Regions from separate parts of the Mus musculus genome. Here regions 1 and 3 are each linked to region 2. The links are chromatin contacts, called in public Hi-C and promoter capture Hi-C maps. All regions are on one chromosome and are shown on one strand. The core of a region is the stretch at or near the end of the contact, and the rest is flanking DNA. Distances in the headings are between cores, read along the strand shown.

What was found. Promoter capture Hi-C pulls out the DNA fragments that hold promoters and counts their contacts. A called contact is a pair of places that touch in the nucleus more often than the background predicts.
Region 1: a contact with region 2 is called in a Hi-C map of liver, with 3 times the contacts expected there. The contact joins two enhancer-like sites. A contact is called at or near these places in 12 of 39 promoter capture datasets (the 3T3-L1 cell line, 3T3-L1-derived adipocytes, the C10 cell line and 6 more), 5 of 15 datasets of contacts at CTCF or cohesin (the NIH/3T3 cell line, embryonic stem cells, large pre-B cells and 1 more), 36 of 484 Hi-C or Micro-C datasets (B cells, the Ba/F3 cell line, the C10 cell line and 24 more), 24 of 115 datasets of contacts at active chromatin or transcription factors (the 230-238 cell line, the HPC-7 cell line, T-cell acute lymphoblastic leukemia and 18 more) and 1 of 9 other capture datasets (embryonic stem cells).
Region 3: a contact with region 2 is called in a promoter capture Hi-C map of embryonic stem cells, with 2.2 times the contacts expected there. The contact joins the promoter of Tarbp1 here to the enhancer-like site in region 2. A contact is called at or near these places in 12 of 39 promoter capture datasets (the 3T3-L1 cell line, 3T3-L1-derived adipocytes, the C10 cell line and 5 more), 1 of 15 datasets of contacts at CTCF or cohesin (the NIH/3T3 cell line), 2 of 484 Hi-C or Micro-C datasets (bone marrow-derived macrophages and hemogenic endothelial cells), 4 of 115 datasets of contacts at active chromatin or transcription factors (embryonic stem cells, fibro-adipogenic progenitors, neural tube and 1 more) and 3 of 9 other capture datasets (adipose tissue, macrophages and pancreatic islet).

Annotation. Positions count from the first base shown.
Region 1 is chr8:126,496,384-126,499,809 of GRCm38.p6, reverse strand. It overlaps Gm51605 (a long non-coding RNA gene), which reads left to right. Exons shown (of 2, transcript XR_003947621.1): 1 at 1-2,522. Among named protein-coding and RNA genes, the nearest start is that of Gm51605, 2.6 kb to the left of the region's middle. Within about 2 kb of position 2,044, at least 354 of the 459 cell types and tissues checked have an H3K27ac peak or open chromatin away from gene starts, as enhancers often do. A contact at or near this core is called in 3T3-L1-derived adipocytes, liver and pancreatic cancer cells, where this site is marked.
Region 2 is chr8:126,772,534-126,776,235 of GRCm38.p6, reverse strand. No RefSeq gene overlaps it. Among named protein-coding and RNA genes, the nearest start is that of Gm45805, 16 kb to the right of the region's middle. Within about 2 kb of position 1,330, at least 25 of the 459 cell types and tissues checked have an H3K27ac peak or open chromatin away from gene starts, as enhancers often do. A contact at or near this core is called in 3T3-L1-derived adipocytes, liver and pancreatic cancer cells, where this site is marked.
Region 3 is chr8:126,473,709-126,477,329 of GRCm38.p6, reverse strand. Tarbp1 (TAR RNA binding protein 1) reads left to right here and starts at 2,265. Exons shown (of 30, transcript NM_001159907.1): 1 at 2,265-3,075. The coding sequence starts at 2,265. It also overlaps the pseudogene Gm6091.

The sequences.
Region 1 (3,426 bases), core at 795-3,294, 280 kb after region 2:
AGGGGACAAGGCAGAGAGTGACAAAGCAGGACACCTGCCTTCCTCCTCTGACCTCTACATGTGCACAGGTGTACAAAGCAACTAACACATATGTGTAACAACACACACACACACACACACACAGACACCAGGTCCATCTTGACTATGAAGTTCATGAGTCTATGAAACTTTGGTGCTGAGAGATAAACCCAGACTTTGAAGTCAGACTTATGCCAACTACTAAAGCACGTGTGACATTGGGCAAGCCAAGCTGCCTCGCCTCTCTAAACATTGGTTCTTCATGTGAGAGCCCAGGTGTGGATCTGGGAGATGACTTAGCTGGTAAAGTGCTTGCCCTGCAACCATGAGGACTTGAGTTTAATGCCCAGAATCCACACTAAAGAGAAAAACAAAACAAACACATACACAAAAAAACCTAGAAGTGTTGGCTTACACTTGTAGTTCTAGTACTTGGGACTTGGACTTTGGTGATTTCAATATGCTTGCCCCAGGGAGTGGCACTATTAGGAAGTGTGGCCTTGTTGGAGGAAGTATGTCACTGTGGGGGTAGGCTTGGAGACCCTCATTCTAGATGCCTGGAAGCTAGTCTCCTGTCTGCCTTTGGATGAAGACTTAGAACTCTCAGCTCCTCCTGCAACATGCTTGCATGAATGCTGCCAATGCTTCTTGCCTTGATGATAATGGGCTAAACCTCTGAACCTGTAAGCCAGCCCCAATGAAACGCTGTCCTTACAAGAGTTGCCTTGGTCATGGTGTCTGTTCACAGCAGTAAAACCCTAACTAAGACAAGGACTCAGGTAGATAGATCCCTTGGCCTCACTGGCCAGTCAGTCTAGTCTGCTTGGTGAGGTCAGATCAAAGAGTCTCAAAAAAATAATACAGATAGTATGAAGAAAGGACACCTGGGATTGCCTTCTGGCCTTTCACACACATGTATACACATACAAGCAACACATACACACAGGCACCCATAGGCATATGTGCACACATACACTCACACAAAAGGTTCAAAGCCAACTGCCAAGCATTGCCCCGAGTATGGAGCATGAAACTGCTTATATAACATATGGGAGAGAGAGAGAGCCTGGTGCGGGGCAGGTGCCAAGGTAAATATCCGATCCAGCTGCTCTCTATCCACTCCAGTTTCTGATGGGTCAAAAGCACAGCCGGTAATAAACACAATGTTGCCTCTGTCTTCGCTTCCTTTCACTCCTGGGGTCCTGCTTCAGACAGAAGGAAGCAACAGCAAATATCAGAGAACCCTATTGAAAGTGTCACTCATCCATTGAAACGTCCTTTCTATTCAAGAATGTGATGATTAATTATTCATTGCTTTTGGAGTTGAAAGCAAGGACAGGGCTCTCTGCCTAAAAGCCAGAGCTTGACAACAGTAGATTTTCAACGGCCAGATTTTGGTCATGGACTGGTTCCTATGGGATGGACCCCAAGTCTCAGATGTGCAGGGCCGAGAGGCATGCAAACTTCAAATGGAGCGATTGCTCCGTGCCCTCCGTGCCTGCGATGGATCTCTGGGAGTTAATTCCCTGCATGGGTGGCCCGAGTCCTTTGGCCTCCAGCCCCATGGCTCATTCCGCCACTCTGGGCAAGCAGTAACCGCCCACCCCAGTGCAAGTCTTTCTTTCACGGCTCATGGCATGAACAACTCATTAATTCTCCAGGGCCGAGGTTGGGGATTACGTCAGTCTTACACCCCACTGTAAGTGGTCTAAATGCCAGGGTAGCCGTGTTTGCAGGGCTGCATTCGTGCCAGGGGTGCAGATCTATCAATACATAGTTCTGAAATATGCTTCTCTTCCATCGGGTGTGCTTCTCCTGGGCAGCAGATTTCAAAATGGAAGCTCAGTGCCTAGCCAGAACGCAGGCTCGGGAGCGCCTGGAGGACTCTTCGGGCCTCTTCAGGGTAGGTGAGATCTTGCTTGCTATGTCCCCAGGAGGAACAGGAGGCAGAGCTAAGCCAGGCGGTGTGGAGTTTCACACATGTCCCCAAAGACGAGCTTCCTGTGGTGTAGACACGGGACTGCTGCGGGAGGAGGGGGAGTGTCGGGCAAAGGAGGCACAGTGACACATTTCCTGAGGCCCTGGGCTGTGAGCCTGCACAGCGGGGACAGAGTGCCATCTGGTGGTCACTGGCTAGCATTGCAGGTACCATCCGGGCCTTTTTCTCATTAATGGAGAACTCAGAGGGAACTCATTTGGGCTTTTTAAAGATCTGTTTCAAAACACCAACGGAAGACAAGGAGGTCAGATGTGCCCGCTCCTACTCATCATTATACCTCCGGATACTCACTGCCTCACATCCTTCTTGAACCAGACAACGACTTCAATGGCTTCAAGGCCAGTTTTGTTTAGTTTTTAGAGACAGGGTCTCAAACTTGCTATGTGTTCAAGAAAGACCTTGAGGTTTTGGTTCTCCTGTTTCCACCTCCTGAGTGCTTGAATTATAGAGGCACATCATCACACCATCGTGCTGGGGATCAAACCCAGGACTTCACGGCTGATAGGTAAGCATTCCAGCAACTCAGCTGCACCCCAGCCCCAGGGCCAGCACTTGACACGAGCTTACAGCTCTGAGAAGTCTGCCTTGCCTTACACCCTCCCAGACCATGTTCTCCCTGTCACGACTCCACTAACACTTGAGCACAGGAGTCCCTGTCTCACCCCTGCCTGAAACATATGTACATTCTTCTCTAGTCTGCTGAACCCCACACTTTTCAAACTCCACCTGTGGACATGTTGACACCCTCAGAACACCAGCCTCATGGGTGTTCATGCTGATAGACCAGATCACAGACCATATCAAGAGCCTCTGATACCTGGAGGAGGCCTGACATGTGACCAAGTAGCTGTGAAGATGGCTCTGGCTTCGGTAGTCGTGTCCCACACGATGAGTGATTCAGTTAACATTTTCTTTGTTCTGGGGCTAGAAGTCTGAGGTTAAGGCCTTCTTAGAGTTGGTGTCTTTGGAGGCCTCCCAAGGGCACGGTACAACCGTTATCTCTCCGTGTCCTCAGTGGTCTTTACTCTATGACTGCCTGTACCCTAATCTACTTCTTATAAGGACATCAATCATGTTGAAATAGGACGTATCCTCCTGACTGCTTTTTATCTTAGTCATCTCTTTGAAGGCCTTGTCCCCAAATGCATCCATCTTCTGAGGAAATGATCTTCTGGGGATTAAGACTTGAGCATTGTGTTGCCTCTGCCCCTGGTTACCCAGTAGACTCGATGGGGGGATCCTATTGCTGAAGACATCACACACATAGGCTACTGGAAATAGAGAAATCAAGTTAGTAGGGACCAGGAAGCTTCAACCCTGTGGCCAGCTCTCAGTACTGAAAGGCAGTCAGGGCTAACATGTCACCAATTATCTTTTCAAGCTGAGAGCCCTGTGAATAGCAGTAATTG
Region 2 (3,702 bases), core at 81-2,580:
TGAGCCGCAATTGGCCCATCCTATTCCTAGGCCTCGGTGGGACTAGGGACCTAAATGACATCTCTGTCAGCTAGGGACCTAAATGACATCCCTGGCTTTTAACACCTTGAGGTCTTGCTTGCTTCCAAGTCCTCCACCATCTGCCACCTCACATTGCTCTTCTTAGCTTGTCTACTTCATGAACTTCCCAAAGATTCTCGGAAGTAGAACGCAAGGTGACAATGCCAAGGTGTGCCACCAACGTGTCACTGAACCTGCGTCACCTATACCTGTCAGCCTCCACCTAATCATTTGAAAATGTCGTGTCAGTTTCTATATTCCATATTTCACAGACTTAATGATTTGATACCCATGAGGTTCCCCAAATGACCACCATTCCTTGCTATGATCCAGTCCTTAGGACACACTGAAGATGCTCAATGGGTGAGATCATATATGTCTGTAGTATCAACCCTCGGGAGATGGAGGCAAGAGTTTGAGACCAGTTTCAGCTGTATAATTTGACCTTATCTCAAAAAAAAAAATGGGAAAGGCTTGAGATATAGCTCAGTGGTAAGGCACCTGTTAAACATGGGCAGCTGGCTATCTTTCACAAAACAGGACAGAACAAAACCCAGTTGTCCCAATAGTTTCTCATGGCTGTTTATTTGAAAGCAAGTTCATGGTCAGATTCCACTGAAGGCTTGGGGTCAGTTTTCCTGGGGCACTCCCTGCACGTGGCTCTGGCTTCTTATGTATGCCCTTGTAATCCAGTTTTATGGTTTATTTATTTGGTTAGCTCTTTCTGAGTCTCTACCCCGAGTCAGGTCTCACCCAAGACCTGGGACTCCAGAGATGGCTGAGAACTACTTGGTTGCCAGAAGAGCATTTTATTCTAAGTGCCCTTGATTGCGTAGAGCAGACCTGTCACTCCTCTGGAGAATGGGCCTTCTAAAGTAAGTGTAACCTCTCTGGTCTCCATGGCAGCAAACCCGATGGCATGAGTCTCTTAGTGCCATCATAGAAGAAATTTTATCTCTGCCCCTTAAAAACCTTAGGTCCTACGAGTTTGAATCCCTTGTGGGACCAGAGGGATTTCAACACAGGTCAGACGGTAGACCAGATGACCTTTGACACTCACCATGACACTGCAGTTTGGATGTTTAGGACTGGCTTACAGCAGGATCAACTTTGCCCTCCAGTTTTTTTTTCCCCCTAGGCTTATTGATATTTCTGGTCGAAGTCCACCAACTGGCATGATCTGACTGGCAGGGATTTATATGGCTTGAAAGTAGGGCACGGTTTCTTGCCGTTACATTTTACGGCTTGGCTGGGGCAGGAGGCCTGCCCTCCTCTCTCCAGTTTAATGTGTCATCGAGTGAGGCAGTTGAAGGAGGGCTGGGCATGGCAGGGTGGCACAGTCTCTGCCCCTTGCCTTGATTTCTCACCTGACTAGCAATCTTGCCATCTCTAAGGTTATTTTCAAAGGCATAATTTATATGTTACAGTGTGAGCAGGTAAGAAAACATGGCTTGGGCAAGGGAAATTCAGCTTCATGACTTATTTGTTCAATGAAGTTTTTTTTTTGAAACTCTGCCCTGGGTTAGACCTCGCCTGAGATCTAGGAATCCAAAACCCACCCTGCTGGCCAGAAGATCGCCACTGAATTACAGAGTCACACCGTTAGTACCACAACGGGAGAACACCCAGTGTTCCAGGGGACAGAAAGGCATCCATCTCATATAGCTAGGGAGCTAGGGTGCTCCCTGGAAGAGGTGACCTCTGCCCCATATCTTGAAGGATACATAGACGTTTTCTGGAAGAAGAGGTAGGAACACGGCCAACACGTTCCCAGAGACAGGTCAGGTAACACACACTCTGCATGGGACTTTAAAAAAAAATAATGTTCCATGGAAGTTAACCAATTTGTCCAAGGGCAAGATGATGTAGAGGGGTCATCACACACTCTCTGGGGAGACACCCAACTCATTATGGCCCTAGATAATGCTCATCTTCTACTAGGTAAGGAAATGTTCCCATCAGATGTAGAAGGGCTACACTTGTACCACTGTCCACGTGTGAAGATCAGGAATCAACCTTCAGGAGTTGGTTCTCTTCTTCCCCTGAGTGGGTGTCAGGGATTGAACTCAGGTCCTCAGGCTTAGAGGCAAGCACCTTTGCCTGCTGAGACATCCCAACACGACTTTCTGTAATTCTTACAAAGGCTATGTCGGTGAAGAAGGTAGTGACAGGCACCGTGTTTCTAACTAGTGGGTGAGGGGGCTCCAGGGAGGGAGAACAAAGCGTTCACCATGCTAAGGAGAAAGCCAACCTTCTCTGGCTCTGTCTCTGGTGACTGACAGGTATGCTTCTAGCATTTTCCTTTGGCTGAGTCTCAGTTTCCCCGTCTGCCTGTGTTATCAAAGCTCAGGCTTTAAAGGCCTGCACATGAAGCCATGTGTGTGTGTGTGTGTGTATGTGTGTGTTCTCATGTGAAGACTCTAGATAGGCAGGGTTGAAAAAACAAAGGGAGGAGAGATGAGGAAAGTATTGTGAGGACAGGAGAGGGTGATGGAATTCATGTGGTGTGAGAGCAGGAGAGGCTCTCTGGGGAAAGGAAAGTGCCAGACAGATGGGGCAGGCAGCAGAGCGGCAAATAGGAACGAAATATAAGCTGGATATGACAGCACATGCCTCTGATCCCAGCACTCTGGACATGGGAGCAGGAGGATCAGAAGTTCTAGGTCATCCGTTGCTACAAGAGTTCATGGCCAACCTGAGCGACATCATACCTCAAAACCATAAACGAAAGAATGTAACATAATGATGTGCACATATCACAATGTCACGGCGAAAGCCATTTCTTGCCTGCTATCTTAGAAAAAGTCAATATGATAGGGGCTGGAGAGATGGCTCATCAGGTAAAGCATTTGTCTCTTAAGCTTGATGACTGGAGTTTGAACCCCCAGGACCTGTGTATATGCTAGGTTGACATGATGTCCTGCCGTAATTTTTGCCTCAGCAGGAAGACAGAAATGAGATTCCCAGAGTAAGCCTGTTAGCAAGGACCCCACCTCCACTCCAAATACTTGGCTGGACAATGGCAGGCAGGTTGGGACTGCGCCCTTGGAGAGCAGCAGGTGCTGGTGGCTCTGAGTGGCTGTCACAGCATCTTGTGACAGCCACATGAGTTCACACCATGAGGCAGCCTCTTTTACCCTGGTTGCTCTATCCTGGTGGCCCAAGGTCAAAGTCTTGGTCTGGGTCTGTGCACTGTGCCTCCTTGCCATGTCCCTGACCGCACTGATGGAGCATGCGAGGAAGCAGCAGATGTCTCTCCTCCGCTCGACATTGACGGCGGCAGCACTCAGAGTCTCCTGGGGCCTCGGACAAATGACTGTTACAGGGACGGGATAATGGTGATATACGCAGGACCTGCCAGTTGGTTAGGCCGGTGGCTTTAATGGCTATCTTGGAGGTGACATTCCATTAGGGGTGATTGAACTTAATTTTAATGGCAGGATGACTTAATGTTTCATCTTCCCTCCCAGGCTCCAAGGTCAGTCAGAAAACTATTTTTTTTTTTAAACCCAGGAACTATGCCTCAAAATCTTTACAATGTGCCCGTTTTGGGTTAATGCTAAAACACTGAAGCATAATGTGTTACTGTACAAATGGGCTTCTTTGCCTACTTATGCCATGGCCTAGTGCCTTGGAGTCAGA
Region 3 (3,621 bases), core at 1,016-3,515, 300 kb after region 2:
GTTGATGTATGGTGTCTTCCTCTATCACCCTCTATCTTGCGTGGTTTTTTTTTTTTTGTTGTTGTTGTTTTGTTTTGTTTTGTTTTCCAGACAGGGTTTCTCTGTGTAGCCCTGGCTGTCCCAGAACTCACTCTGTAGACCAGACTGTCCTTGAAGTCAGAGATTTGCCTGTCTCTGCCTCCCAAGTGCTGGGATTAAAGGCGTACTCCACCCCTGCCCCGCCCTCTGCCTTGTGTTTGTTTGTTTGTTTGTTTGTTTGAGACAAGGCATCCTTTGTAGTCCTGGCTGTCTTGGAACTCACACTGTAGACCAGGCTGGCCTTGAATTCCCAGTGATCCTCCTGCCTCAGCTTCTCCAGGGCTGGGATTAAAGGTTTGTGTCACCCATACCCTGATTTCCACCTTGTTCTTAAGAGTCAGGCTCTCGCTTTTTGAGTTGTTGGCGGGCAAATGTTCCAGGCTGCGTGCAGTGCGGCGAAATATCCCCACCCACGGACTCTCGGTGCTAAAGTTTGCACAGCTGCCATGAGCTACATCAATCTACCCACCGTGCTGCCCAGCTCCCCCAGCAAGACCCGGGGGCAGATTCAGGTGATTTTCGGGCCCATGTTCTCAGGGAAAAGCACGGAGCTGATGAGAAGAGTCCGGCGCTTCCAGATCGCCCAGTACAAGTGCCTGGTCATCAAGTATGCCAAAGACACGCGCTATAGCAACAGCTTCTCCACACATGATCGGAACACCATTGACGCATTGCCAGCCTGCATGCTCCGCGATGTGACCCAGGAGTCCTTGAGTGTGGCCGTCATTGGCATCGATGAGGGGCAGTTTTTTCCTGACATTGTGGATTTCTGTGAAATGATGGCCAACGAGGGCAAGACAGTAATTGTGGCAGCACTGGATGGGACCTTCCAGAGGAAGGCTTTCGGCAGCATCTTGAACCTGGTGCCCCTGGCGGAGAGTGTGGTGAAGCTCACCGCTGTGTGCATGGAGTGCTTCCGAGAAGCTGCCTACACGAAGAGGCTGGGTCTGGAGAAAGAGGTGGAGGTGATTGGCGGAGCCGACAAGTATCACTCCGTGTGCCGCCTGTGCTACTTTAAGAAGTCTTCAGCCCAGGCTGCTGGGTCAGACAACAAAGAGAACTGTCTGGTGCTGGGGCAGCCGGGAGAGGCCTTGGCTGTCAAGAAGCTCTTTGCCTCTCAGCAAGTCCTACAATACAACTCTGCCAACTGAGGGGACCTGGGGCCTGCCAGCTCCTACCCAGGTTGGACTCTCAGAGAGCAGGGGGAGCGCGGGCCTATCATTCCTAATGGACACTGTGCCTTGAACGGGCTCATCCATCGTCCACTCGCTGAAGCCGTTTTCAGTTCCCTTCTTGATTGCCAAGATGCCTCAATGCAGGCTGGAGCCCAGACCCTGCCTGGTGGCTAGGGGTCCCGCGTTCAGCCAAAGGTGAGGACAGAGCTGTCCACCATTGTGACACTGGTGGGGCTAGTTTCTTCCTTGTTGGTGGCTGGGTTTCAGTCTCAGAGCCCCACCCTCACCAAGGCTCCAGGCCTCTCACAGCTCCCCCATTTATGCCTAAACATTCTCTCCTCAGAACCCCAGCTCTTAGTGAGCCACTTTTCTTGTGCAAAGTGAACAATATTAAAGTTTACTACTAATGAAAAAAAAAAAAGAGTCAGGCTCTCTCACTGGACCTGGAACTGATCTCAGCCATACTGGCTCATCAGCGACTCGGGGGAGTCGGGGAGGGGGGGGGCGGCGGGGAGATGTGTCTCCACCACGCAGGATGGTAGTTACCTCTCCATGGGATCCTAACTCAGATGTTCATGCTTTCATAACATGCCCTTTTCCTACTGACCAATCTTCTCAGCTCTCATAACTTATTTTCAAAACATAAATCCAGATTTCATTTGTGATCCATTGTTTTAGAGACTTTGTGGTAACTCTTAACATGCACCCTTTTAAAAAGCAGCCATCTGGGGGGATTGCAGGATATCTATGTGAATTTAGGGCCAGCTAGAAAATTTAGGCCCTAGGCCTATTTCCAATCGGGAACTTCGGAACTGGTGTAATACTATGTCTGCAGCAACTCTTTTTACTAAAAACTGTGAGTGGCAGGAGGCATCACACTCCCAACAAAGTTGAAGGAACCTTATGCGGTCCTATGCCGGGCAGGGTATGTGTGGGTGGGAACCTCTCGCCGCGCACGCGCACTCGCGCTTAGGGTGGCCGGCGCACGCGCACAGGTCTACTCCCCGCGAAATGGAGCGGGTGTTGGCGGACGCGCTTCTAACGCAGAGTCGGGAGCCCGGCGAGTTGCTGGGCGCGCTGTGCGGCGGGGAGGCGAGTGCGGAGCGGGCGGAGACCCTGCGCCTGGTGCTGCAGCGGCTGGAGGAGCGCGGCGCGGGCGCCGGCGCGCTGGCCAAGGCGGCACACGAGGTGGCCAGGGACCACCTGGTGCCCTTACTGCACGCGTCCCAGGGCGGAGGGCCTGCGAGGCCCCGCGTGCTCCGAGCGGCGAGTGCGGCGCTGCGCTCGTGCGCGCGCCTGGCAGGACCGGAGCTGGCAGTCACTCTGGCCGAAGAAGCGCTGCGCGAGCTGCCGAGCGCGCCAGCCGTGGAGCTGCTGGCCGCCGTGGCGCCGTGTTTACGCGCGCCGGAGGATGCCCCGCTGCTGCGTCGCCTGGGGCGCGCGTCTGTGGAGCTGGCGCTGGCCGGGGACGCGCCGCCGGCCGTGGGAGCGCGCCTGCTGCCCGCGCTGGCACAGAGCGCAGAACCGGCTCTGCGTGCGGCGTGGGACGCGCTGAGCTCCGCGGGACCGGGAGCTGAGGGCAGCACTGGGCCAGAACTGCTGGTGCTGAGCGCACTGGCCGAGAAGCTGCTGACCAACCATGAGCGCCACGGGGATCTCGACGCCCGTCTCTGCGGCCGCTTCTGGAGAACCGTCCAGGCGGGGCTGGGCCGCGCGCAGGACGGGCTCACGCGAAAGCGCGCGCGCTACCTGCTGCAGAGGGCTGTACAGGTGTCTGCAGAGCTGGCGGTGGACTGCTCCTGCAGCCCCCAGGACACAAAAGGTACCCACTTGTCTCTCTAAAAAACAAAATTGTGTGTGTGTGTGTGTGTGTGTGTGTGTGTGCGCGCGCGCGCGCGTGCCTGTGTAAGTTTATGTGCATCACGTGCGTATGCTTGGGAGGGCATCAAATCCCCTTGAGCTGGAGTTAAAGGCAATTGTGAACTACCTGATGTGTGTGTTGGGAGTCAAACTCCAGTCCTCTAGAAGAACATCAAGTGCTCTTAACCCCTGAACCATCTCTCCAGACTGGCACCTACTTATCTCTTTGCCCCAGCCACACTCTGCTACCTCAAACCAGCCTTCAAGGGGCGTCCACCTCATCCTGAGCGGATTTGACACTTGCATGTGGTACCCTACACCGGCCTCCTCCTGCACTTTGGGAAAAGTGGACCCAGTGAAGGTTAAGATATCGCACACGCGGTAGCATGCTCTGTGTAAAACCAAGCCTGCTCCACGCCTTTACATCCTGATAGAAAAAAAGTTGACATCCGTATCAAACTGAAAGAAGGGTGCTGTGTAACCCAAGTTAATGTTTGAAACTCGAGGT